Regions from separate parts of the Zea mays genome. Here region 1 is linked to region 2. The links are chromatin contacts, called in public Hi-C maps. All regions are on one chromosome and are shown on one strand. Each heading gives the region's core, a stretch centred on a gene start, on an enhancer-like site or on the middle of the called end of the contact. The rest is flanking DNA. Distances are from core to core; before and after follow the strand shown. Region 1 holds the start of LOC100273431 (Transmembrane emp24 domain-containing protein 10). Region 2 holds the start of LOC109940599 (serine/arginine repetitive matrix protein 1-like).

Region 1 (2,700 bases), core at 199-2,698, 170 kb after region 2:
ATTTATTTAGAAGATGTGTGCATTTTTTATTACTGACCTTGTAAACCTTCCCAAAGCCACCTTGCCCGAGCATGTTCTCAGAAGAAAAATTGTCTGTTGCAGTTGCATTGTTTCCAAAGATGACAAATGGAAGCTCTACATTTTTCATCACCGAGTTCGTTTGACGCACTCAAGTATCCTAGGATCGCTTTGCTCAAATTATCCTTGTTCTGACGTTTGGCTGACAGGAAGAGCCACTCCAATTGTTATTGATAAACCTTATGCTAGCAATACAAAAAAACTGAGCTGGATAGTTCTTTATGGTGAATATATTGGCTCCCTCCAATTGTACCTCTAAGCTTGCATATCCAAACAAGGTACATGCCGGTGGCCATGAGTGCAAGCACAGAAGCCATCACCGGGACCGAGATCTTTGCCACACGCCCCATATTCTTCCTTGTAGCTACATAAATGTATTTATTAGTAGCAGCTGATAAGATGTTGAGTTTTGCATCAGAATCTTGACTGCTTCAGTTTTTGCTACCTATTTCAGAGTTTGCCAGCCCAAGATAGAGATCCTGCCCATTTTCTTTGTACTTGACATCAACGATGTTATCTTTCCACATGATGCAGCCGCTGCTGTTACCCTCACCTGGATATCGAAGACAATCTTTGGGGCTGATCTCGAGGTGCTTCAGGTGGTCTGTCTTCTCGTCACCTGAAATGCGTGTCCTGGTGAGTGCAAGCGAAACCAATCCAACAGGAAGGAGGAAGGGTGATGCTAGCTGCCAGAGACCACCGCGTCCACGGGAGGCCCACGAATAGCCTCATCGCGCCATCCCCTTCCTCACCCTCCGCCACTCGCTCGTCGATGGCCTCGGAGACAAGCACCCGCACGGGGCCCGATAGCCTGCTAGCCTGGACAGGGATAGTCGACGCCGCCTAGCTGCTAGCCATGGCTAGCCCGCGACACGTCCCCAACGCAACGCCGCCTGCTGCATCAGTGCATCCCTAATTGGTTGCTGTCCTAGATGAGGTGTGTGAGGCTGGTCTGCACCGCACACTATGTCGCGTACACCTCCACGTCGAGCTGCTCGGCCGAGATCGATGCCAAAGATGCCTCCTCCGCCGTCCAGGCCAGAGGGGATTCCCAAAAAGGGGGACTTGTTGCGCGATCTCGGGGAGGGAGGGCAGGGCAGTTGGGTGGGAAAGGGTGAGAAAAGAAGGTCACACAATTGGTGCCTTGGCGCCTTAGCGGCGTGGGGTGATGTGGGCCCAGCGTGGTGGCTAGAAAGCAAGGTCGCGTAGTCAGCGGCATGGGGGCGAGGTTGGGTGCGTCGGCGTGGTTACGGGTGCAGGGCAGAACACGATGCACGGTCTATAATAGAGTGTTATAGGGTAATAGAGTGTTATAGGGTAGTAAAGATATATAGGCTGGACAGTCTAAGGTGCGAACCTTCGCGTTCCCAACCTACCCCTGCAAGCCATTGCCCTCGCCTATCGCCTCGTGCAAGTCCAAGCTCCCACGACTCCACCGCGACCGGGAGAGAGTCAGAGAGAGACGCCCGCCTCCAGATCGTCCGGCGGGGATGGCGGCGTCGGTCTTTCCAGCGCTGCTGCTGGCCGTAGCGGCGGTGCTTCTCCTACCGGTGGCAGAGGCCGTGTGGCTCGAGCTCCCGCCGTCGGGGACCAAGTGCGTCTCCGAGGAGATCCAGCCCAACGTCGTAGTGCTCGCCGACTACGCTATCATGTACGAGTCCCACCCCAGCTCGCATCCCACCGTCGCCGTCAAGGTACGCGGCCACAACTCGCTCTCGGATGCCCTTGGCGTGCGGTTTCGTCTCGTTCATTCTCGTGTTTGATCTCGATCTGGGCCGGTGAACCGGTGTGTTCTGTGATCTCGGTGTAGGCGAATTGGGACGCAGCTGAGGCGCTAGATTGCGCTATTTTTCGTGCGAATTAAGCCCTGCAATTTTGTTGTTGTCTGATTGAGCTTCTACGAGTCAAAACTAGCACTTAGGGGAGATTGATGGAGGGAGGAATTATACGTGTTCTAGTTCCTAGTACGGGGCTCTTTCGCTACAAATTAGTCTTAAGTAGCTCAGCGTGAATTTTGTACAAGGGGAAATCTGCAAGTTGACAATTCATCATGAATCTGGTCATAGTATCACCTTACTAATTCATGGTTTCGAGACATTAGGGAAATTGATTTATGAGTCAAAACTGCACTTGGCCATTGCTTCAGATGGGGATAATCTTCAATTTGGGTACTGCTATGCTGGATGGCGCTCTCTCAAGTAACTAGCATGTGCTATGCTTGGTTTTCATTCTCTCTTGGGAATCGAATTCTTATATTACCATTCTTAGTTATTAGCCCTAATGTAATGGGGTTGAACATAACACTAAGTTGCAGCAGATGTTGGATTGTGCTTGCTATTGTGATTGTTTATATACCTAAGTGTTATGCACATTAATATATTTTTATATCCAAAATACACATTAATAGATTGTTTTAGTAGTTAGTACCTTGTAATCATTTGTGTGCATGAGCAGACGAGTTAATGCATATAGTGTCACTAGAGTCTAGTCTAGACTAAAATTTTTGACTGGAGTTCCACCCTGAACCCTGCTCAATTGCTGACTCTTTTAGAGAACTTCAGATCCAGATTGAATTTTACAAACTTCCGAAGACAAGATTTGATGATCAAAGTGACAAGGTGC
Region 2 (2,700 bases), core at 16-2,515:
CTGCTTGCGTGGGGGCAATAATGTCTCATAACTCATAAGTCATATGGCACAAAATATATGAGATTATACTAAAAAAGAATATTATACGGTGAACGGTAGTATAATCAACTAGAATTTTTGGCATCTTAGAGCAACTCCGGTAGTTCTTAAAAAATAGTGTTGGGAGTTGGTAACTGAGGTTTGAGCGTAAAAAATTATGATCTCCAACTGTTCCACATATATATAGATAGTAAATCAAATTTGAAATCAGTTTTGTGGGCCAGATCCTTGTATTCCTTTTCGTTTCCTTCCTCGTCTTCTCTGGCTATTGCATGGTGCCCCACCGCCAGGCCAAGTCTATCCACCAGCCATGCACACAGCTTGCAGCAAGTGCCTAGCAAGAACGTGATCTGCTGACCGCCACTGCCGAGCAAGGTCCGGCTGCCCAGCGACCGCCACTGCCGCCTCCGTTGATGAGCGTCGGTAACAGGGAGACGGATCAGAACTAGAACAGCGGCAAGAAACACGAACTAGTAGGAGCGGGGAGCCTAACCTGGTGGCGGAGCAGCCGTGGCGAGGAAGCTGTACCTAGCGACGGAGTAGCTGTACTTGGCAGAGGGGAAGTTGGACCTGGAGGCAGGGAAGTCGGACCTATGTGTGTTTGTGACGGCGGCGGGGAGAGGAGTAAAGGCGCGAGATAGCCCAATGGGGAAATCTTTGGCACGATTTTTTTTATTTAGGGAGTGGTGAAAGGACAGCTACATTTGAAGAGTACATAGGGTTGGATTATAAGTTGATAAACTTGGAGAGTTATTTTAGGAAATTACTGGAGAGATGTTTTCATACCAGTTCTCCAAAATTTTGATTTAGGGAGTTCTTTTAGGCATGCAACCAAGCATGTCGTACTCATTCATTTAGTCCTTGTATTTGGCAGTTTAGTCTCTAAAAGGGACTAAGACCCTGTTTAGTTTCTTTAGTCACCCTTCTAAAATTTTGGGACAACTTTAATCCCCAGAATACCTTGTTTGGTTTTAGAGACTAAAACTGACTAAGGGCCCGTTTGGCACAGCTCCAGCTCCTAATTCTAAGCGAGGATCTGGAGGAGCCGTGCCAAACGGGTATTTTTTAAAACTGATTCTCGTGTGGAGCTGAAAGATCGGGAGTCGTTTTTGTGAAGAAAGGTGGGATCTAAAAAAAACCTGCTCCACCCTCCCTTAAAACAGCTCCTCAACCAACCAAATATGGACCTCCCCTTAAAGTTTGATCGAAATTACCTGCAATTGGCATTGGACAAAAACATAACGAGCCAATTTATGGATTAAACATTTGAGACCATTTTATGCACTACTATGATGGAAATATTTTATATGTTATTGTTTCATAATTTTTTTCCATATATGCATCCTACTTATTAGTTTATAACAAAGTTGAACTGCAAAGGGTAAAACAGACAATCGCCACAGACCACCAACTTTCAGAAGACAAGAATCAGTTTACTTGTCAAACGGTTTTAAAAATGATTCTGATTCTCTAGGAGAATCAGGAGGATCAGCTCCTCACAAGGATCAGGATCTGGAGCTAAAGAAGCAGGAGCTGGAGCTTTGCCAAACGGGCCCTAAAGAGCATTAATTATTGTGTATAAAAGACAAGATTACCCTTAATTTAGTGTAGGTGGCTGCGACTAACTAACGAGATACAAGAAGGGAAATCCAGTGAAAGTGCAAGTTTAGTCACCTTTAGTCGTCCCTTGGTGACAAAGTTTAGAAGAGCTCTGTTAGTCACCATGTTTGATAGTTTAGGGACTAAAACTGACTTGATTTTAGTCATTAAACTTTAGGAAGTGGGAACCAAGTATGGCCTAAATGACGGAATCCATATGCGCAGAAAATAGTAGGCACAATTAAAGGCAGCACAGAGATTAGCAATTCAGGCAAGGAACTCCAACATTTGTCAGGAATGCATATTTTCCTTCTCAAATGTAAGTGAAATAGATGCCCAATTAAAGAGACATTAGTGCATTACATGTAAATATAGAATGGAATCGCCTAGATACCATTGATGCAAGCAACCATTACTATTTTATCATTCTTCTTATTATCTAAGAACCATATATAAAGCTAATCTTTCTAGTTTCAAACTTACAACGATCAAACATGACCATGTATTGTGTTAACAAAACAAAAGGAACACCAAGTGCAGAACAAATTATCGATCAAATGTAGCACTACGATGAATATAACCAACATCTTCACAAAATAAACTTCATACACAAAATCATTCAGTTCAATACATGTGCTCGACTTAAGTTTTGCAACAAGACTGACATTGGCTAGACCTTCTTGGGAAGGACCTCTTCTTCGGATTGGTCAGTCGGGAGCCTCATCATTGGCAAGTCGATGTTGTCCTAATGAGAGAGCATGACCACGAACGCCCGACGGACACTGAAGTACAATGTGACCCTAATGACTTGGCATGCATGACTCTGAAACTCGGTAAGTTAACTAATCAGCGAACTAGCTTGTCCCTTCGCTGACGACCCAGAGGTCATCACACGCTAATCGGACGGTGGTGCAAAGGCACTCATGCTCGTCGTACTCCTTTTTCCATGCTTTCCTGCACCTAGCTGAGCTCTTGCTCTATGAGACGGGACTTCAGTTCCTCCTAGGCTAGCTTGTCCTCGAGCGCTGTATGGACACATGAAAGGGAAATAGGGTTTAACCT

The links. A called contact is a pair of places that touch in the nucleus more often than the background predicts.
Region 1: a contact with region 2 is called in a Hi-C map of tassel, with 2.0 times the contacts expected there. The contact joins the promoter of LOC100273431 here to the promoter of LOC109940599 in region 2. A contact is called at or near these places in 2 of 25 Hi-C or Micro-C datasets (ear and tassel).

The regions. Positions count from the first base shown.
Region 1 is chr6:121,472,094-121,474,793 of Zm-B73-REFERENCE-NAM-5.0, forward strand. LOC100273431 (Transmembrane emp24 domain-containing protein 10) reads left to right here and starts at 1,449. Exons shown (of 4, transcript NM_001147868.1): 1 at 1,449-1,772. The coding sequence starts at 1,569. It overlaps LOC111589576 (a long non-coding RNA gene), which reads right to left and starts at 1,167. Exons shown (of 3, transcript XR_002748659.2): 1 at 1-1,167.
Region 2 is chr6:121,300,673-121,303,372 of Zm-B73-REFERENCE-NAM-5.0, forward strand. LOC109940599 (serine/arginine repetitive matrix protein 1-like) reads right to left here and starts at 1,266. Exons shown (of 3, transcript XM_035960298.1): 1 at 1,254-1,266; 2 at 533-694. The coding sequence starts at 1,266.